Regions from separate parts of the Mus musculus genome. Here regions 1, 2, 3, 4, 5 and 6 are each linked to region 7. A link is a contact called in public Hi-C, HiChIP or PLAC-seq and promoter capture Hi-C data. All regions are on one chromosome and are shown on one strand. The core of a region is the stretch at or near the end of the contact, and the rest is flanking DNA. Distances in the headings are between cores, read along the strand shown. Region 1 overlaps Adgrl3 (adhesion G protein-coupled receptor L3). Region 2 has its middle 290 kb from the start of 1700031L13Rik. Region 3 overlaps Adgrl3 (adhesion G protein-coupled receptor L3). Region 4 overlaps Adgrl3 (adhesion G protein-coupled receptor L3). Region 5 overlaps Adgrl3 (adhesion G protein-coupled receptor L3). Region 6 has its middle 150 kb from the start of 1700031L13Rik. Region 7 holds the start of Adgrl3 (adhesion G protein-coupled receptor L3).

The links. Promoter capture Hi-C pulls out the DNA fragments that hold promoters and counts their contacts. Hi-C and Micro-C count contacts between places; a contact is called where the count stands out from the background. HiChIP or PLAC-seq counts read pairs in DNA pulled down with a chosen protein or histone mark.
Region 1: a FOXA1 HiChIP or PLAC-seq map of pancreatic cancer cells shows a contact between it and region 7. The contact joins the enhancer-like site here to the promoter of Adgrl3 in region 7. A contact is called at or near these places in 3 of 39 promoter capture datasets (the 3T3-L1 cell line and hippocampal neurons), 2 of 484 Hi-C or Micro-C datasets (both in uterus) and 8 of 115 datasets of contacts at active chromatin or transcription factors (VIP interneurons, astrocytes, craniofacial prominence and 5 more).
Region 2: a contact with region 7 is called in an H3K4me3 HiChIP or PLAC-seq map of embryonic limb bud, with 5 times the contacts expected there. The contact joins the enhancer-like site here to the promoter of Adgrl3 in region 7. A contact is called at or near these places in 9 of 39 promoter capture datasets (the 3T3-L1 cell line, 3T3-L1-derived adipocytes, the SN4741 cell line and 5 more) and 3 of 115 datasets of contacts at active chromatin or transcription factors (embryonic hindbrain, embryonic limb bud and stem cell-derived neural progenitor cells).
Region 3: a promoter capture Hi-C map of hippocampal neurons shows a contact between it and region 7, with 5 times the contacts expected there. The contact joins the enhancer-like site here to the promoter of Adgrl3 in region 7. A contact is called at or near these places in 3 of 39 promoter capture datasets (the SN4741 cell line, hippocampal neurons and liver) and 7 of 115 datasets of contacts at active chromatin or transcription factors (astrocytes, embryonic forebrain, embryonic limb bud and 4 more).
Region 4: an H3K4me3 HiChIP or PLAC-seq map of neural progenitor cells shows a contact between it and region 7, with 17 read pairs. The contact joins the enhancer-like site here to the promoter of Adgrl3 in region 7. A contact is called at or near these places in 3 of 39 promoter capture datasets (the 3T3-L1 cell line, embryonic stem cells and hippocampal neurons), 1 of 484 Hi-C or Micro-C datasets (stem cell-derived neural stem cells) and 14 of 115 datasets of contacts at active chromatin or transcription factors (VIP interneurons, astrocytes, craniofacial prominence and 9 more).
Region 5: a contact with region 7 is called in a Hi-C map of the C2C12 cell line, with 2.3 times the contacts expected there. The contact joins the enhancer-like site here to the promoter of Adgrl3 in region 7. A contact is called at or near these places in 3 of 39 promoter capture datasets (embryonic stem cells, hippocampal neurons and liver), 2 of 484 Hi-C or Micro-C datasets (the C2C12 cell line and cerebral cortex) and 7 of 115 datasets of contacts at active chromatin or transcription factors (SST interneurons, embryonic forebrain, embryonic limb bud and 4 more).
Region 6: a contact with region 7 is called in an H3K4me3 HiChIP or PLAC-seq map of embryonic limb bud, with 5 times the contacts expected there. The contact joins the enhancer-like site here to the promoter of Adgrl3 in region 7. A contact is called at or near these places in 6 of 39 promoter capture datasets (the 3T3-L1 cell line, frontonasal cranial neural crest, hippocampal neurons and 2 more) and 4 of 115 datasets of contacts at active chromatin or transcription factors (astrocytes, embryonic forebrain, embryonic limb bud and 1 more).

The regions. Positions count from the first base shown.
Region 1 is chr5:81,673,236-81,676,064 of GRCm38.p6, reverse strand. The region is part of intron 14 of Adgrl3 (adhesion G protein-coupled receptor L3); the gene reads right to left. Among named protein-coding and RNA genes, the nearest start is that of 1700031L13Rik, 450 kb to the left of the region's middle. Within about 2 kb of position 1,259, at least 8 of the 459 cell types and tissues checked have an H3K27ac peak or open chromatin away from gene starts, as enhancers often do. A contact at or near this core is called in pancreatic cancer cells, where this site is marked.
Region 2 is chr5:81,830,837-81,833,647 of GRCm38.p6, reverse strand. No RefSeq gene overlaps it. Among named protein-coding and RNA genes, the nearest start is that of 1700031L13Rik, 290 kb to the left of the region's middle. Within about 2 kb of position 1,382, at least 5 of the 459 cell types and tissues checked have an H3K27ac peak or open chromatin away from gene starts, as enhancers often do. A contact at or near this core is called in embryonic limb bud, where this site is marked.
Region 3 is chr5:81,744,896-81,747,595 of GRCm38.p6, reverse strand. All of the region lies in intron 22 of Adgrl3 (adhesion G protein-coupled receptor L3), which reads right to left. Among named protein-coding and RNA genes, the nearest start is that of 1700031L13Rik, 380 kb to the left of the region's middle. Within about 2 kb of position 1,330, at least 2 of the 459 cell types and tissues checked have an H3K27ac peak or open chromatin away from gene starts, as enhancers often do. A contact at or near this core is called in hippocampal neurons, where this site is marked.
Region 4 is chr5:81,638,764-81,641,609 of GRCm38.p6, reverse strand. The region is part of intron 10 of Adgrl3 (adhesion G protein-coupled receptor L3); the gene reads right to left. Among named protein-coding and RNA genes, the nearest start is that of 1700031L13Rik, 480 kb to the left of the region's middle. Within about 2 kb of position 1,334, at least 21 of the 459 cell types and tissues checked have an H3K27ac peak or open chromatin away from gene starts, as enhancers often do. A contact at or near this core is called in neural progenitor cells, where this site is marked.
Region 5 is chr5:81,780,288-81,783,322 of GRCm38.p6, reverse strand. All of the region lies in intron 26 of Adgrl3 (adhesion G protein-coupled receptor L3), which reads right to left. Among named protein-coding and RNA genes, the nearest start is that of 1700031L13Rik, 340 kb to the left of the region's middle. Within about 2 kb of position 1,457, at least 11 of the 459 cell types and tissues checked have an H3K27ac peak or open chromatin away from gene starts, as enhancers often do. A contact at or near this core is called in the C2C12 cell line, where this site is marked.
Region 6 is chr5:81,968,616-81,971,559 of GRCm38.p6, reverse strand. No RefSeq gene overlaps it. Among named protein-coding and RNA genes, the nearest start is that of 1700031L13Rik, 150 kb to the left of the region's middle. Within about 2 kb of position 1,274, at least 8 of the 459 cell types and tissues checked have an H3K27ac peak or open chromatin away from gene starts, as enhancers often do. A contact at or near this core is called in embryonic limb bud, where this site is marked.
Region 7 is chr5:81,019,427-81,022,211 of GRCm38.p6, reverse strand. Adgrl3 (adhesion G protein-coupled receptor L3) reads right to left here and starts at 1,460. Exons shown (of 27, transcript NM_001359828.1): 1 at 867-1,460.

The DNA.
Region 1 (2,829 bases), core at 10-2,509, 650 kb before region 7:
AGAAAAGACCATTAAGCATTAGGCTAGGAAGTGCCCCAACCTTAATAGTTTGGGAAAAATGGAGGAACTGTTGAGGAAGCACAGAAATAAGTGTTAACTGGTGGAAGAAAAATCAAGTGAGTACCCTTATGGGAGTACATTAGGAGGAAAAAAATCAAGAATTCTTTTCTGATTGATCAGATAAGATTAAAATACATATCATGTGTATACAGCCATACATAAACACGCACACAGATACAGACACGTGCACACACACATAGTCTAACAATTAAAGAGATCATGAATATGAAAGAGAGTGAGGCAGGGGTGCGTAGAAAGAAAGAGGAGAGAATGATGTGATCATTCTATAATCTTAAAAAGCAACAACAACTTTAAAAACTCTTAAATACCCACAACTTTATTATAAAAACACACAGATACAGATTGATCACTGAGCATTGGTTTAGCACCAGTATATGCTTAATAGTCTTGAGAAAGTATTGTTGAATTAATAACATCCTTGAAAAGGGCACATTCAGTGAAGGGCTAAGGCCAAAGGCCAGGAGAAGTAGATTTAAGAGAGAATGAGAGAAAGATACCAGTGGTGGTATGTGCCCAGAGAGGCAAGATTTCTGCTGCCATGGCTATTCTAGGAGGCAATTGGTCATATGGGCCTGTAGCATTGATTAAGCAGCAAGTATTTAGAGATCTAAGAGAAGCTCAGTGGAATTGAAATACCTAAAGATACAGAAGGAAAAGTAGCACTGTTTCTTTCCAAGAGGCTTTTTGTCAGAAGAGGGAAGTGATCTTAAAAAGCAGCTTGGTAATTGCTGCCATGGTGGGGGGGAGACGGGGGGAGGGACAACTGAGTGTTACATAAACTCATGTAAGAGGGCATTCATGATGAATAGCCTAAAGAATGTGGCTTATAGCAACTGTGTATTCAGTGGGTGTTGGCAGATAACACAAAGTTACTCAGATAAGAAAAGGACAAAAGTGAGAAAAAAATAGAATTAATCCAAGAAAAGGGTACTGTGACAATAAAACTTCAGAGATCTGAACTCCAATAGCTGGGTGCTTTGGAAAGACATGATACAAAGGTACAAGGGGGAGCCATTTAAAAGTATGGGCAGTTGGCAAGAGAAGTCAGACACAAGGACAAAATAATGCAAAGGTAGAATATGCTTTTGTAAATGGCAAATGAGATCAGTAGACAGTCTTTAAGTAGGCTTAAGATCAGATATGCATTTTAAAACATGACTCACTTAGTAGTGGGACGTCGTGTCCACCTCCTCTCTCCATGTTTGGATTTGATCTAGTTTGACCTTACATGTGTCTTGTGTATACTAGGGGTCATAAGTTCATATGTGCAACAATCCTCTCTGTCAGGCGGTCTCTGTCTGCAGTTAATTCTTATCATCCTCCAGCTCCCTTTTCATAAATGATATCTGAGCCTTGGGAAGAAGGAGTGTAGGAGCTGCTAGAATTTGAAAGCTACAGAGAGAGAGGAAGAGTCAGTTTTCCTGAAGGCTGTGCCTTCTGGTAGGTTGACTGGGCTCAAGTGGAAGGTCACACAGACAGGACTATGTAAACAGCACAAAGGGAACTTGATGGGCAGAGAGGATACAAAGCTGGGTGTGTAAGAAAGGGTGTGTGTGGGTCTGGGGCAGAGCTGAAGGAGGAAAGAGTATGATTACATACACTGTAGAAAATTCTCAAACAACAAATTAAAGAGTAAGAAAAAATGAACAGTGGAGCAAATGGAGTAATGGAAGAATTCCGATGTTTGTAAGGCAATTTGATGACATTGTATGGATATTTGTGGAAAATAGAATTTACAGCCAAATTCACATTGTAAAAGTACAGTATCATGATCTTGGCAAACACTTTTAAATGGTGTTCAAATCTAAACACTTTCCATTGCCTGCCTATTATTGTACAATCCTTCAACCTGTTGGCTATAACTATGTTGGTCTTTGTATTTCCTTAACTCTCCAGCAATCCTCACTTGGCTAGCTTTTCTCTCAGTACCTTGGAATGTCTTCTCAACCTGGGCACATGGCTTATTTCAGCATGTCAGGACCAAGCTTCATTTCCACCAGCCTAGAAGATCTTCTTTGTTCTACAACAATCCTTACCATGTCATGACTGTTTCTTATTCTCCCAGGTAGTATGTCTGTCATCACTGGGCTACCCTGATTGGCTGATAGCACTATTCATTTCAAACTCCAGCTGTTGAAATAGGATGTGAGCTCTAACAGAGTGTATTCCTGCCTTCCCTTTGGAATCCTGTCCTGGAACAGCTCATGGGTGCCAAGGCTCTAAGGTCGCTCTAAGTTGAGTGAACAAACAAAGCACAGTCAGGCTGTTCTCAAAGGAAATAGATGAATTATTTTTTTCAAACGAGCATACACTTCTGCATTTCAGAAGGATTGCTGGCAGAAAAGTTGGAGGAACTTTCACAGCCCTAATTCCAATAAAGTGTTTTCATTGCCCCCCCCCCCACATGCACGCGCATACACACACACAAAAACAAAAAACAAACAAACAAACAAACAAAAACAGACATAAGTAAAAATTAAACTAGTATAAAAGAGAACTATGAACTTTAGAGCATGCCACATCATCTGATTTATCCTCTACTAATGAAAGATGTTTATGAAAGGAAAGAAAAAAAATCTTGCTGTCAGGGCTTAGTAAGGAAGGATTCTGCATTACCTGGCCAAATATTCCATGAGTCTAAAATATTGCAAAAAAAAATGGTATATTGTTTAAAAGCAACAAATAATGAAAATATAGAAATTTGTGAGAACTAAAAGTCCAGTTTTAGAATGCAGCCTGTTCAAAATA
Region 2 (2,811 bases), core at 133-2,632, 810 kb before region 7:
AAAGTGTTTCTCTTGTCAATGTCTCCCTGTACAACTCAGCGTAACAATATCGTATATAGCACTTACATTCTATTGTGTAGTAGAAGTGATCTAGAGATGATATAAAGGGTGCAGAATGACAGGCAAGGACTCCATGATTTTACACAATGGGCATGGGTACACACTAGATGGGAGTCAAGACATTTACTCCATGGAGACTGAAGGACGTTCTTGTGTGAAAAGCTGGAGGAGGCAACTCTAAGCTAATATTTTTAAGCAAAACCTAAATTGTCATGTATAAAATCTATAACCTATATCTCCTTGCCTTTTCACCTTGATGAATACTAAAAATAATCCTTTAACTTTTATTTTAATTTCTCCGTTTTAAGTATTTTTATGAAGCATTAGAGATCTAGCTCTGCTGAGCTGCAATCTCCATTCAAGACTCATCTTCCCTTTCATCCACATGACTTTGCATTTGCTCCATTATTATATTAGTATATTAGTATATATTATTATATTAGTATTATTATATAAGGGAACTTTTTCTTTAAGAGTAAATGAAGTACTGTGATTGATGCAATAGATACATGATATACAAATTTTAAGAAGCTGAACTTTTTGCACTAATATAATAAAGTGAAAAGTAACAGCCAACTTCCTGAGAAATGTTTGTTACTAATAGAATCTGGCTCACAATGAATGAAATTGCAGGCATTTTAAGCCAGCATGTGTTTCTAATAACACTTGCATACACCACACAGCATTTTCAGACAAGGAACAGTGGTGACGTCACTCTCAGGCTCTCTTTAGGTGAACCAGATGGCCGAGTGTGTATGCAATAAGAATTTTGTTAAACTGCCCAGAGAGAATAGTTTAATCATCTTTAAGAATGTCACTAATACCCAACATGTGTATTTTTAAATGGGTAATCACATTGAAAAACTCATGTCCCAAAATCTGTTTCATGCACTTTTTATTTAAAGTAAGTGGTAAACATTATTGAATTTTTAAAAAGCAAATAACAATCTTGAAAATTACAGATAAGACGTAAAGAGTCCCATGCATTGCTCATGATTTTATTCCCATAGTACAGATTCAATGGTCCTAAAATTTGCACCGTGCTGCAAATCAATGGTATTATGCTGTGATGCTACAAACCAGTAGCTACGACTCACTTTTTATGATTAAAAACCAAAAAGAGCCTCAAAAGAACTTCAAAAGTTAGAAGAAAATAAATAGAAAAGTAGAGAGAAGAACAAAAAGAGGGGCAAAAAGGAGGCACAATGCTCTGGTTTCTTTACCAACACACAAATCCTTAAGAGCTTAGAGCTCTGTCAAATACATCCTGACTCCATAGCTCCTATGCATTCCACACACACCATGTCATGGGAAGAGATTAGCTTCTTACGCTGATGTCATCAGCCTAATTGAGGTTGAAACTGCAGAAATCAAAATAGATTGACTTGGTCCAATGGGGGGAAAAAGTCTATAAACATATTCTAAATCTGATACTCTAGATTTTTATCCATGTAATTGCATTATAATCAATGGTTTGTCCTGGAACCTGCCCCATGAGCTTCCTGCAACCCTGAAATTATTAAGAGATTAGAAAGTTGAGCAAAAAAAAAATAATATATGAATTTTGAAGTTTGAGAAAGAACTGCTATTTTGTTGTGAGTGGTTAAAGAAAATTTCACACCACTCCAAATACACATTTAAAATATAACACACACAGTTGGGTGGGCAGGAACTGGGGGGTTGATCTGGAAAGAGTTGAGAAGAGTGTGGATATCATCAAACCACTTTTCGTTAAAAAGTATCAAAGAACTAATAAAAATGGAAAAACATTTTAAGTTGCATTTCCATACTCTAAGATTGAAGTAAATTTTATTGTTGAGGGTTTTGTAGATCCTTACATAATTTCATATTAAATATAAACTGACATTTATGACTTTACAGTTAAACAAATCTATCCTTAGAGTTAAACCTTCTTGAGACATTAGAATATTAGTTACTTGTCCTTAGTATGACTTGGGTCTCAAAGTAATTTTTAAATTAGATGAAATTTCACTGAATTAATTTAAGGAGTAAATATGAGAGGAAGCTCAAATTACTTTGGTAAGAGGGGAAAGAATTTTTCTGGTGCTTTGAGAGACAAAATGCCGTACGTATGTCTCTTGATACTGCTTTCTTTTGTCTTTCAAAGTAGGCATGATCCTACCTGAATTATCCTCTATCCAGTGGTGAAGCTGGAGAAGATCTCTATTGTGTTCTGTTTAGGTCTTGTACTCATGGAATGAGTACCTCTAACATAGACAGATTATTTATAACCTATTCCTATCCTTGTCTAACATCAACCACTCATGAAACGTTTGCAATATTGTTTGAATATTTTTGGTAGCTATTTTTCATTTGATTCTAAACTTGGCAAAAGAAGACTACATTTGTTTATGGCCTTAAAAACCTCTAATAGAAAAGAAAATCAATGTGTTTTTATGTGAGCTTTACAATAACTAGGTTTTTTACATAGGAACATATATGATATATAATGAATCCAAAATATTAAATTAGAATAATATTACACTGTTTCAAAGAAATCTGTGCAATATGCTCACATTAAAGAATATTCACAAAGTTCTTTGGAACCAGTTTTTATGAGAACCATCTTCATGATTATAGGAAAGCTAATTTTACTATGAAACCTTCTAACCTTGACAATCTGGTCTCCATATCAATTCATGAATTATCTGTAAGAAATCTAATATTGAATCAGGAATCTAAAATTCTTTTTAAGGCAGAAAGTTCTGCATAACAGTAGGAAGTATAGCA
Region 3 (2,700 bases), core at 81-2,580, 730 kb before region 7:
ATATTTGAATACTTGATCCTTAGTTGGTGGAACTCTTTGGGAAGGATTAAGAGGTATGGAAGAAGTGTGTCACATGGAGTGAGCTTTGATGATTTAAAATACTTTGGGTATTGCTCTTTGTCCTCCCTCTCCTCCTCCTCCTCCTCCTCCTCCTCCTCCTCCTCCTCCTCCTCCTCCTCCTCCTCCTCCTCCTCCTCCTCCTCCTTCTTCCCATTTTTCTTCTCTTTCTTCTCTTCCTTCTCTCTCTCTGTCTGTTTCTGTCTGTCTGTCTCTGTCTGTCTCTCTCTGTCTGTCTCTCTCTCTCCCTCTTTCTTTTCCTTTCCTTTCCTTTCCTTTCCTTTCCTTTCCTTTCCTTTCCTTTCCTTTCCTTTCCTTTCCTTTCCAGGTGGGCCTTCGTGAGTTTGAGGCCAGCCTGGTCTGCACAAAGACATTGAGGCTAGCCAGAGCTACACAGTGAGACTATGTCTCAAACAGAGAGAGACAAACAGAGAGCGAAAGAGAAATAGAGAGAGACAGAGACAAACACACACACACACACACACACACACACACAGAGAGAGAGAGAGAGAGAGAGAGAGAGAGAGAGAGAGTATATCCTAAAATATTTTACTTACTCAGAAAATTTGAAGTTTATGAACAGTTTTACTAACTGTGACTCTATAATGGATTTATGCTCTCATAAAATTCAGACTCTTTTCATATTGTTGTGACAGTAGTATAAAAATGAGATAATTTTGAAATGTAGGTTCTATATTTATATACAAGCCAAATATACATATATATATTAGTATGAAGGAAAATACAAGCACTAAAACCTTCCTGTGAAATTGTTTTACTTTTCAAGCTTAGGTCAATTTCTCTTCCTTTTAATTGAATCCAATCACTCTTGACTCCATGAATTGCTACTTGGCTACTGATCAAGCTGAATATAATTATGACTTAATTTTTCTATGAACATTTATAAACATATTACTCAAATAAAGTTTACCATTTTAGGAACTACGGTTATTTCAGGTATTGTCAGCCATTTTCTGTTTGCCCTGAAGCTTTCAGATGCTTCCCTGGGCTTCTTTACACATGACAGGTGTGAAAGCTCGCCAAGGACGCATTATTTTTACCCTTTAGAATAACAGAACTTGCTATTTATTAATCAAATGAGCATTTCACCCGTGGAATCTTTTTTTTTCCAAAAAAGGCTAAGTTTGTCTTTTAAAAAGAGGATCATATGATGCATAATTTTAATGACACCATATGGTGAATAAAGCCACACAGATTCTAATGAGATTTTGATAGAAACTAAGCACAGCTTCAGTGTGGAAAAATTCAAACACTCAGAGGAAGCAGCATATTTCCACCCAGAGGAGATTACATTAAGTAATCAAAACATGACAGGCATGGCACTGTAAGGCTGCAGTTGGAGCATCTCAGGAGACAGAGCCACAGGATCACATGACTCCATCAGTCTGCATCTAACCCAGGTGAGACCTCACCTCCATGGGTGTTTTGTTGTTTTTGGTTTTGCTTTTTTTAAAAAAGACATAATATTCTACAATTGTGCCAACTATATGATGTGGTGTTTTGCACATATGATTACCATTCATTATGCAAAAGTCTATAAAATAGATCTATTTATTTCACAATCGGAGAAAAAAATGATTGCAAATCGTTGGAAAACTTGACAAGGACATAGATTCAACCATCCCAGGACTGAAGACATGCATGTATACTAGCTGGGTAGTTACTACAGTTTATCAATACCCACACTGACAACTAGAAATGGAAAACTAAATGGATGCCCTAACACTCAGGTGGATGACTTAAATAAATTGGGAATGGGTAAAGACAGAGGCTTGTGTACAGAAACTTGTCCATAGACAAAAGGAGAGCAATAGATATAGGAAAGGCAAAGGCTCATTTCCTTATTTCCTCCAAATAAACACAAATCTTTTATTATTTCCTTTTATTCTTCAAAATAACATGTGATATTACTTAATAAAAATATTTTAGAATTTTTATTTTTATAATAGTAAATAGATGATTAAAGAAACTGTTCATTTTTATTTTGAAGGAAGTCATTGATTGTTCTTAACACTCCTCACAAATTAAACTTTGTTATTCATCAGCCATACCATAAGTTACTTTGGGCTAACAAAAATTCAAGTATAGCCTATATATATATATATTAAATTGCTTTTAATTGTATTAAACATCTGCTATGATTATAGTGGGCTCCAAATACAGTAAGAAATAAAACAGAAAATTCAAATGGTTGAAATTACTTCTTTCTTATAACAGACTATTTTGATGAAGAGGCAAATGAGAAATAATAAGCAAGTAGATGTGTACTACTTAATTACTTTCCAAGTAAGCTTGAGAATGAGCATCCTACATTTTCTCTGCTATTAGGTGAGCTACATTATTCCATGCTACTGTTTGTTTTTTCATCGTATATCATTAATACTGTAATAAACGAGACAAATAAGTGTTTGCTAATCTTAAAGAAACTTACTATGAGGACCCTGGGGTTACTTTGAAATTGAAGAATAATACAATGTGTTTTTGAAAAGGGAAAATAATATTTAAATTATCTGTGGTAGTAGGAGTCAGACAAGCATGGAACAAGGAGAAGAAAGTAAGCAGAGGTAAAACTTGAGGGGATAAAGCACATGCCTGAGGTGAGCTGAGGGGCTCAGGATAAAG
Region 4 (2,846 bases), core at 85-2,584, 620 kb before region 7:
GCAAGGATGTTGTGACTGTCTCAGTGGGTGCTGCTATGCCACATCAGCTGAAGACAGCAAGTTTAATCAAATGCTGTGCTAAGCACCTGTGTGCTGTGTGTGTGGAAAAATAAATTTGAGTGACTACTTACATTTAGTACTTTATTCTCTTTAAGTATTTTGCTTAGTTATCTTTATTACTCTGTCAACATTGAGTGTGTCTTTATAGCCTTTTTCCCTACCTCTTCCCATCATCATCATCATCAAAAAAACCTTTCAATTCTCCTAAGTACTGTCTATACTAATGCTTTATAGTTTAAAAAAAAAGTCAAACATTTGATTTATTTTCTTTACTTTTTTCCTCCAGTCTGTCTTAAACAATTACAACTTAGAACGTCAATGCAAGTTTTGTGGAGTATATGGAAAAGTGTGACAATGGCAATTTTTATAGTGATTAATGTTTTATAATATACTTGTATATTTGTAATTCCACTTAGTTATGATCAAAATTATAGCGTGATTGATATTATAAATTATTAATTTTAAAATGAGGAAACGTGACATCAAACAGTAAGCAAATCACTATCCTATATTCAGGAACTCCTCTTGTTGCGTGTCTCAGGTTTATAATACTTTGCTATGAAAACGGACCTTGGGCTATGTGCATATCTGAGATCTAGTACTGGGAGGCAGTGGCCAGATAATCACAAACTATAGGCCAGTGAGGACTGCATAGTGAGAGTCTGTGTGAAGCAAATGGGAGCCCTCGGTTCTGATCAGCAGTCCAATGCTTTTCCAGCACATGCAAGGTCCTAAGTTTGATCCCTAGCACCAGAAACCATCCCATGACCAGAAAAGAAAGTCTGTCATCATGAACTGCTTTACGCTTCTACAATGATCAGTCTTATGTCAGCTTTTAATACAATAATGAGGGAATAAAATGATTCTAGTAAGGCATTACTATCCTTGATTATACAATAATCATATTCGCAATAAACAGCTTTTTAGAGGATGTAATACTCAAGACAGAACAGAAAGTCATGTGATCTAAATGTAAATTTCACTTTACAGACATGTTGTTCTCTACTCAGGGAAAACCTACAGCCTTTTTTTTTCCCCCAGCTGTCCATTTTCTTCTTCCCTCTCTTCAAAGCATTATTTTCTTTGGAGTTTTCCTGTTACAAATGTTTCTTTTGTACTACCCTCATTTCAATAGACAATGCTCCGGGTGACTGCAAAAGCACTTTGTGCTCTGCACTTGCCAAGTGTTCATTTGGATCCAAGGTCCATTACTAAAGCAAGCCTCCCAAGGGCCCAATAGAAGAAACGAGAAAGCTAAAACCATCCCAATGCTGAGCATGGTTTTTGGCTACTTGTGCAATGCTCAGGGTAGAAAGACGTTCTCCCTGATCCCCATGGATAGCAGTAGGTGGCAGCATATTTGATTAGAAACAGCCTTAAAAGTGAAACACTGCTATTACGCATCAAAAAATTATCCAGTTCCTATCAGAATTCATTTGTAGGACTTGGCTGCGTGGCCTCTTGAGAGTGGAAAACCATAGAATATCAGCCATGTAGAGGGATATTTATTTCTGTAATTTGATCCACTTATATCTCCTGGTTCTCTCTTAGGATATTATCCTTATTGTAAATAGAGAAAATTAAGTGTTTTAATAAACAGGAAATCATAATGGCCTTATTATATATGATAATAAGTGAAAATATAAGATTTTAAGGGACTCTTCTTTAAAATTATCTGCTACATGTTAGATCCCAGAAAACCAAAAACCACTAAATGTTTTATACTATATTAATTCTTCTATTATTTGGGGGCACCCATACTTATCTTTATGATTATTTTACCCATGCTTTAATTATGTTCCAAATATACATCAGGTGGGTATAGTCATCTTCATTAGGCAGTTGACAGACGTCAATCTGTTCTACTAAGTTTAAATCCTGCATGTTTATGAAAACTCACATAGGTTTTCTGACAACTTTGTATAGTTGCTGAGTGACAGGACCTGCATTGGAATCAAGATCTATCAAAACACTCCCTGTCTGCTGGGACAGTGCTGCTGCTTTACAGTGAACATTGACACATATTTATACCTGAGTAAACATCTACTGGATTTTGATATTAATTTGATCCAAGAACTACTCACATATTGTTTTTAAAGGCTTTCCTATGACACAGACATAATGGGAGTCTCCCACGTATCTACTTCACAGGATCTAAGCAATCTTATGAATACAACTCAGACACTGCTCCGCCTCATTAAGTAAAGCCTGTGAGAAGCTACCATTCATAATCTTCACTTTCAAGCAGTAAAACTGAGGCATGGAATGAGTGGAAAGTTTGTCAGGCTTACGAATTCAAAATAAGAAGAGAGGAACAACTGTAGAGTTCCTCTTCTCAGCCAAACAGAATATGGAGAGCCAGCAGGTGACCGTTGACCGAGCAGCTGGTTTTCTCTAGTTGAGAGTAGAGGATGCAGGCCTTACGGTGAGCTCCCCCTTTATTGAGGGCATTCCTAATTCTTTTGTGGGCTCAGACCTATTACATAAGGGAACTCTCTTGCTGCCTAAAATCGTGTTCCAATACAAATGGGCAATGAATGTGTTTCTCCTACTTTTCTAATTTATTATATGCCCAAGAGTGCTCTGTTACCTACAGTCCATAAATGAGACAGAGGGCGGTGAGACTTCTAGTCTTATAGCACTTGGAAGTAATAGACCAGTATTTCCTTTATTGATTGAATTTGCTCCATGACAATTCCATGCACCTTGATAGTACATTCTGTTCACTCTCACCTCCTGATCACTTTTCTGTCCCACCTATTAAGCCTCATTCTCAAAGGGCCCTT
Region 5 (3,035 bases), core at 208-2,707, 760 kb before region 7:
TAAGTATTCACTACATAAAACCAAATTCCAGACAAACACTTCCTCAGACTCTGACGCATGTCAGAACCAGTCAGTTACTGACCATAGCATAAGTCACAAGGAATCACAGACAGCCATCATAGGAGGTTCATCTACTTTTCATGCTATAATCATGAAGACATTTGAAAATACTTTGGTAGTCTGGATAGAAATGTATATTAATCATTACTTTGGGAATGAGGAGACTTTTGCTGATAAAAATGAAAAGAATGACTATCTAAAATCCAGTTTTCTTTCTTACTGTCCTCAGCCATTTAAATATCTCATGTACCATTTGAGACCATGTAATGTTAGTTACATACATGTTGAGTATTACTTCAAGCGAGGGCTTCGGCGGTAAGGACAAGAGTAGGTAATAGTACAAGATGACCTGCTATTTTGCAAACAGCATAAAGACAGAGATTACTCCCGGAACGTGTTGCTAAAGAAGAGACAGGAAAACATGTTCTTAATCAAATCATTGCTCTTTTGGGGATTCATCTGACGTTAGAAATCACCTTGTCAAAGCTGTGTTTACACTGTACAGCTTTTTTTTTTTTTTTTTTTTTTTTAAGAGCATCAACCTTACCATGTCCTAGCTATCAGTCAGCATCTCTTAAAGGGAACAATCCTTAGGAAGTATGAGTTCCCTGTTCCTACTGATTGCACTCACATGGGGGTAGGCAATTATACTTTTGAATGGTGCCACCAACTATGCAGAGAGAAACAAACATGAAAATTAAATTCAGCTTGTCACCAGTGCTTGAATCTTTCAGCTGAAAACCTGCACAGGATCTGTCTGTTGTCTTCCTTCCTTTGTGTTCAAAGGTACTTGTATCTTTTCTCCCTGGCTGTCCTCCACTGCACAAGTCTGACACAGTCAGTTCTGTTTGCTTCTGGCTGTTTCCCCAATTGATGGAGGTCACTGTGCATTCTGAAACTGTTCTCCAGGAATCTGTCTACCTTGTCTCTTCCTCTTTCCTGGAACTGACTTCTGATTTGTAAACTTCCCTTCTCGCAGCTGTGAAATTGCTGAAGACGTCCAAGAAGTTCAGTGTTTACAGACCATCTGTCACTGTTTTTTAGCTGAAAAGTTAAGCTTACTGGTTAGTTAGTTTGAGGCACAAATAAATTTGTGGGGACCAGAGATACCTAACTATGCGGAAAAGTGTTTAAGCTGCAGGGAAACTTAGTGCAGAGGTTGTTGTAAATGCTCTGTCCCAAGTGTGTGGAGCCCAATAAAAGAAATAAAACTACCCTCTGCTTAATAAATGAAAAACTCGCCTGAGATTGGTGCTGTCTATGAGTCATGAAATCAAATATGAATAGTTTTTGAGGAGTGATTCACTTTTATTTTATGGGTAAGAATGTTTGCATGTAAGTATGCATATCATTTTTGCATACTTGGTTCCCGCAGAAGACAGCAGATGGCCTATCAGACTCTCTGGATAGTTGGGAGTCACCATGTGGGTGCCACGAACCAAACCCACATCATCTGAAGGGTCAGAAGAACCCTTAACCTCCTAATCATTCCTCTACTACCAATCTGAATTTTAAAAGGGGTCTCTGGGCCAAATGCTGAAGGTGTTTTATTCTTTGCTTCAAAGACAACACTGGCTACATCTACTACTGAAATTGTTCAGGCAGAAATAAACAATTATAGAACTATTTGTACTGCTAAAATGTTTCTCAAATGTTTGGTAGTAACAACAAGGTCCCCAAACAACCAAACCAAAGTATCTGTCAGAATTCAAAGGGAGAAATACAAGCTAAATTAGGCTAAAAATGAAGTAGCTATGTAAACATGTCTATTTCCTAGTATGAATGGATTTGGAATGGTTATTACCTTTCATACCTATATACTTGCTACAGAAGTGAGATTTAGATGTCTAGTAAAATATGAAAAGGAATTAAGACTGAATTTCAACATATGCAGTTATTCAGAAAGAGCCAATCCCTTAGCCTTTTATTTCTGATGCAAGAAAGATGCACATCAAATAGGATATTCATGTTCTATGTTGAACAACCCAGAGAAGCTGCCTTATGGGTTTGAGACAATCAAGTTGTAAACCTTGGAAAAGACAGTCATTTCAAAGGGTGGGTCCTTTACTTAGTTTTTCCTTTATGAACACCTGAAGTTTAAGACTGATAACAAAATCTTTTGAATGAATGCACCACAAACAGTAAAAGAGCAAGCCTTATTGTTTCAACTAGGAGTTTCCCCATAGAACATACTGTCTCTTTCCTTCTGGCACGAGAGTGCATGTTCTGATATCAGGACATCAGGATGACTATGTAACCTGGGTTAGTTCTGAGCACTGTGCTTTCAAACTGTGAAGCAGGAGACAGATCTGAGACAGCATGAAAGCCTGGATCACACTTGAACTTCTATTTTATCCTTGGGAGAAATATTTCAAACAGCATTTCTTCTTGACAGCCAGCTAACAAAAGTATACTGATAAGCTCTAAAAATAACTTGATTGGTATGGTGTACTATGCCTCCCACTGCATTTTTAGTGTGCTTGTATTTCTCATTGATACACCAAATTTAGAAGGCTTAAAAAAATAAAAAGATGTGATTTGAAGTCTTAATGATTCAAGAAGATAAGAGAATACAACCTTTCCTTAGAAATACAGAACAATAAAGCCTCATGTTCAATGTCTTATTTACGGGGAAGATAAATATCTGTCTACCCTAATCAGCTTTACCATGATAATTCTTTTCCTTAACTCATCCTCCACTCTGTTCTTTGTAATTCTATCTTGTTTGAACATACACTTTTTTGATTCAAGGTCACACAAGACACTGGTAGACTCACATGCAAATATTTAAAACAGTGGTTTTCAAATATTTTTAGAATCCCCTTCAACAAAAAAGATTTCAACTGAATTTTATTCTGATCCTTCAAGGGGTTCAATAATATTCTCTCATATATTTTTCAATATGATTTGATTATTTTATATTAAGCTATGCAAAATAGGCTAGTAAAATGAAAATAGGTAGTTTCTTTTACAAA
Region 6 (2,944 bases), core at 25-2,524, 950 kb before region 7:
CAGACAACTTTTTTCAGAATTTGAAAAATGTTTTTATTTCTCTCTTTCCTAGAAAAAAAAAATTCTTCTCTTTGATATCAGATAAAAAAGTTTAAGAATTATCCGACATTCAATAAAACATATATGGATTGTCTATGACTGAATCTCTTATAGTTTACAATAAAGCAGTTGTTCCATATTGTTAAGTACTTATTCACTCCAAACTAGATATAAAAGTGCTGTTGTTCTAAATTCTGATCTTATAAAACCAAATGTCTGGCTACTTATTTGACTTAGCATTATCATGTACATTGAATGCAAGCAGAAAGAATCATTAACCAAGCTACTTTACTAAACACAACTCTAAGAAAATGTCAACAATAATTTTGAAATCTTACAAATACTATCATTCTTTTCTTTTTAAAACTCATTTACCAAACCTGCATAAGACAAAGTAAATTTTAATACTAAATTATAGCTATATCTATAGACATATATTCCAAATATAGACACCAAAATATTTTAAAATTACACACACACACACATATTGAGAATAAATTTGAATAAAATTATGATTCTATTTGTGAGTATATTATCTTACTTGTATAATTTAATTGCACCTCTATTATTTAAAAATCTTATTCTTTGGAGGTCACTGATATTTATAAAGAGTGGCATTCTTAGCTTGACGTTAAGAATGTGTGTTCTGAACGTAAGTGATGTCCCCAGCCTCTGTCAGGTGTACTCCCTATTACAGACTCTCAAACCATATCAGTACTCCCTTACCATCTCAAAGGACCCAGAGCATTCGTATTGCTTTATACACCAAAGCTTTCTTGCCCTTAGCATGTCTTGGTTTTCTTATGTTAGTAATGCTCGAATCTCTATTCATTTTGCATCCGTTGTTTTTGATTTCCTCCTAGGGGATTTGTCTACCAGTCAACGATCGTTTGCATAAGCTCTTTCACAATGCTCTGTTCTATTCCAACATTGTCCAGTGCAGAGCGGAACATGCCCCCATCCATATGATGGTAACTGAAAAGAAGAAAGGACTGAGCGAAAAAAGACTTCAGCACCCGAGCACCACACGCAGACTCGCAAACATACAGGACATTGTCAAATCAGCCAGCGAGAGGAGCCTGCTGCTACTTTGCCCAACATTAAAATTTAATGTCCATCTGCTTTTCTTTCTTCCTGCAAATACCCAATGGAAGGAACCTGACTCCAGTAGGGTTATTTATCAGATTCAGACAGTGATGAAATGACAGTTGACTTCTAAATCAAAAAGTGAGAGAGTGTCGATGCATCGATGCTGGCCGGCAGCACAAGTGAGAAGCACTTAGGCCGAGCCATGTGGACACCCTCATGAAAATGTGCTTAAGGTTTCTCAAATGAAATCCAGACTTGGCTGAAAAATCCCCGCTGTGAATGTCACAGCCCGCTCAGACTAAACCGCTGCTCACGTTGTAGCTGCTTCATCTGACCTGTCAGACAGACAGCACTTCACTGATCACGGGCTTATCGAGTGCCACACTTCAGCACAAAGGCGAGTGATGCCTTCACGTCCAGTTGCCGAGGAGGCTGTGCCGTGATAAAGTCTGGGTTTGTGCTTACCTATAAAAATGTAGGAGCAGGGCCAGGTGAGACGGCTCAGACGGTAAGCCGCTAATAGCCAGGCCTATAACTTATGTTCAACCACCAGAGCTTATATCGTGTAAGGAGAAAACCAAGCTGTCTTCTGACCTTCATATACACACAGAAACACATGTTGTGGCCCACACACAACAAATAAAGGTAGAAAAAATATACTTAAGAGCATGATTTAACGTGACACTCTTACATTTAATAAACTAGAAATAAGTGGTAGGAAATGAAACATTAAACTTTAATATATTTAAAGCTAATGATTAGCCCTGGGTTCTGCCTGTGGCACCTCCTTCCACACAAAAGCCCTTTCTTCTCTTTGCCTGCTTATGAAAAGCCCTGGTGATGGTCATATTTTCTTCATGAAGTCTTCCCACAATCCTTTTCTAGATCTCCATTCTCTCATCTAGTGCATTGCTATATTATATATTATAAAGTGTGTATCTCTCTCTCTCTCTCTCTCTCTCTCTCTCTCTCTCTCTCTCTCTCTCTCTCTCTCTCTCTGTGTGTGTGTGTGTGTGTGTGTGTGTGTGTAGCTACTCAGTCATTTCCTACTTATCCTACTTCTTACCTGAATTATAATTCTCTATGAAGAAAAAAGAAGCCTAGAGTTATGGAGCTAATTTTATCATTTGAATATGCCTTAGATGTTAGCAGTGCACAGGAACTGAGAGCAAGAGCACGAAGCCTGCCCACACCAGGGTTACCTTTGATTGGCAGGAGACAGACACCCAACACGGGGTGAGGTAAAGTAAATCCAAGTAGTATCAGGAGACAGTCATAACTGATCATTGCTAAGGTGACTTCAGTGATAGGGTAGGAGGTAAGGTCTGTTTTCTGGGGATTGATAAAAGTGTTGAATAAAGAAATACATGATCTATGTTGCAACAAGATAAAGGGAAAGAAAGATACAGCTAAGAGCATCCTTTGGATAGTGTAGATTAGGTAGATATGTTAGCACAGTAGTAATCAGTGAATTAGGCTTTCTGTCTATCTCGGATAAAACAATTTAGCTTTATCCCTTTACCTCCATCTCAATCATACCTCTTGCTACTTTGGTTCTGCCCCTTGTTCTATGGTTTATCTTTTTAATCTGTCCATCTCCCCTTATCGCCTTAACATTTTTTTTGCACCTTCTGAATAGGAGAGATAATTAGAAAGTAAGGCTGATCTAAGGGGAGCTTGGCAGTGACTAGTGGGAAAAATAGGAAACACTAGGGAAGAGACATAAACTGGCCAGATAAGCAAAAGGGATTATCCTATTCACAAATATGCTGGGTGCTGATCTGAAGACAACTCTCCCTGTGCAATCAGAACTCTG
Region 7 (2,785 bases), core at 211-2,710:
GAGAAGCACCCAGGTGCAAGCTCGCCTACCTGTAACCCGCCACCAGGGCCACCACTGCTCTGCCCACCGCACCCCGGCGCCGCGGACGCCCGACCCATTGAACATCCTCTCCACACTGGGTGCTCACTCCTGGCACAGCTCAACCCCGTGACACTCACGAAACTGACCAGCTTTCTCTAGCTAAATCGCTCAACAAAGCCTAGGCACTCAGGTCGAAATCAAACTGCCCGGCTGGAAGATACTCAAGAGAGATTTTTGGAGGCAACCCGATTCCACTTCTCAGGGGCGCGACCTGGGCAATCTCAGCCACCTTGGATGTTCCAAGGCAGGCGTCTAGGGAGGATCAACCAGGCTCACCACCACACATTCGCCATCACCCCGAACTGCGCTCCTCACCCGGTCCCTGTTCGTCCTCCAACCCGTTCCCACGTCCAGTGTTGCTCCAGACTAGCGGAGAAAAGGCGCCCCCTTGGCTGCTTTCTGCCCCTACTAAAGGACGGCATTGGGGTGACAGGGCAGGGAAAATGCGCGGGGTGGGATTCGTTCTTGTCACCCGGCGTGTGCGACTGACAGTGCGCTGGTTCTCTTCTCCTCTATATCTCCCTCTGGCACCTAATCGCCCAGTAGCTGATAAAACCTCGAACCCATGCCAAACCCCAGCGCCCACCAGCCAGGAGGCTCCCTTCCCGCCCCGCATCACGATCAGATGAGTGTGCGCATGAGGGCGAGTGTGCGAAGGCGAATGTGTGAGTGGAAGGGTGAGTGTACGTGAACCCCGCACCCCCTCGGTTGCCAGCCCATCGGATGCCGCCGCCTGCGCCCGACCAGGGCGACCACAATTATGAAGAGTGCAAAGAATAAATTACCTTTCGTAACCGCCGGTCCCTGAGATGGTCCCATCAGTTGCTCAACAACCTGCAACCCGGTGCAGTTTTCCACAATCCATCCATTGAGCCCCGGGGCACACACACACACAAAAAAAGAAGAAATAAAAAAAGAAGAAGAAAGAAAAAGAAAACAGAAAAAAGATGGACCTGTCCCACTGTAGACACCCCAGTCACACCAAGCAACGACTGATCAAACCGCAGAGACGACAGGAGGGTGGAGACCCCAGTCAAAGAAACAACAAAAAGTGTCTCTTTTCCTTTCTTCTTCTACACAGCCATGGAGAAAGGGGAAGCCGGGAAAGCCAATGCTAGTCTTCCTTTACGTTTCCTCGCTTCACACGCCCCAGGGGGGCAAAAGCGGAGCAAAGAGAAGGAGGGTTCAAATGTCTCTCTCAGGGCACAGTTGCACAACTTCGGAGTCAGGCTGTGTCTCTCGCTGCAGCCGGTGGACCCAAGCGGGAGCTATTAACATGCGGCAGTCATAACCAGAGCTGCTTTCCCTCCTCCTGCAGCCGCCGCCGCCGCCGCCGCCGCAAGAAAAGCAGCTGCTGAGGAGACCAAAAATCTTCCACCATCCCCCCCCCCGCAGCCGATCTTTATATCCAGTTCTCCCACCCCACCCCCCTTCTCTTTCTTTTTCTTCTTCTTCCTCGTCCTCCCCTTTCCGCCTCCGAGCGAGAGGGAGGGGATAGGTAGGGGCAGCGGCGAGGACCAGTAGTGGCTTCTCCGCCCAGTCCTCCTCGCCGTCCTCCTCCTGCTGCCCCCGAGGTGCTCCGGCAGCAGAGGGTCCGCTCTGCCGCCCGCAACCCGCTCCGAGAGCCCAGGCGCGAGCCGCGCAAACTCCTTGCCGGGTGCACGGCGTGGACGCGCGGGCAGAGCGGGCGCCGGGTCGCCGAGGGTTGCGTGCCTGCCGCGGGGGGCGAGCCCCGAGCTCCGGTGGTCGCCTATCAGCTCGCCGGCCAGGCCGGGTAGCTTCGGGCATGCGGGAGCTTCATCGCCCGGCCCGGGGTCTGAGCCGATGCCGTCACCGCCAACCTCCTCCTCGGCCGCCGGCTTCGGTCCTCTTTTTTTTTTTTTTTTAATTTTATTTAATTTTATTTTTTTCTCTTCTGGACTCCCCACCGGAGCCACTGAGGCTCGGGGCGCCCTCCAGACACGCACACGCTCTTCCCCTCGCGCGCACACACAGGGGCGAGCTCCTGCCCCAGCACACCGTGCAGCCCGCGCGCGCACACCCGGAGGGAGAAGACTGAGGCCAACGAAATAAATAAATAAATAAAAGAGAGAGCGAGAAGAAAGAAAGGGGAGGGGGGGGGGCGAGTCACAGGCGGTGGCGGCGGCAGCAGCAGCAGTAGCAGCTGCGGGAGCGGAGGCAGCGCGCAGTCCGCGAGATGCCAGCAGCGGCGGCGGCGGCAGCGGTGGCGGCGTCGCCCTCCTGGCCCGGCCGTGCCATCTGCATCCCCGCTCCTGGGAACTGGAGCGAGCGCTGCGGGCCGAGCGGGCGGAGGGGGCGGTCGCGCCCGCAGACAGGCAGCGTGAGCGCAGCGGCCAACGCAGCCGAGGCCCGAGTGAGCCTCTGGCGGGGTGACGGGGCGAGAGAGCTCCCAGGACCAGGGAGGGGGGCTCCAAGGCCGGGAAAGGGGCGGCCGGCAAAACCCGGATCTGGAGTCCGCGAGGGCTCCGCGGGCGCGGGCTCCACCTAGCCGCTCCGCAGAATCTTGGAGGTGGGAACCGTGGGGCGGCTAAGGGAGGCTTCCCTTGCAGGGTTTGTCAGACAAAGGGTATCTCTCTCCTGGATAGGAGCATCTCTCTCTCTCTCTCTCTCTCTCTCTCTCTCTCTCTCTCTCTCTCTCTCTCTCTCTCTCTCTCTCTCTTCTCTGCTCTCCATTTCCACTCAT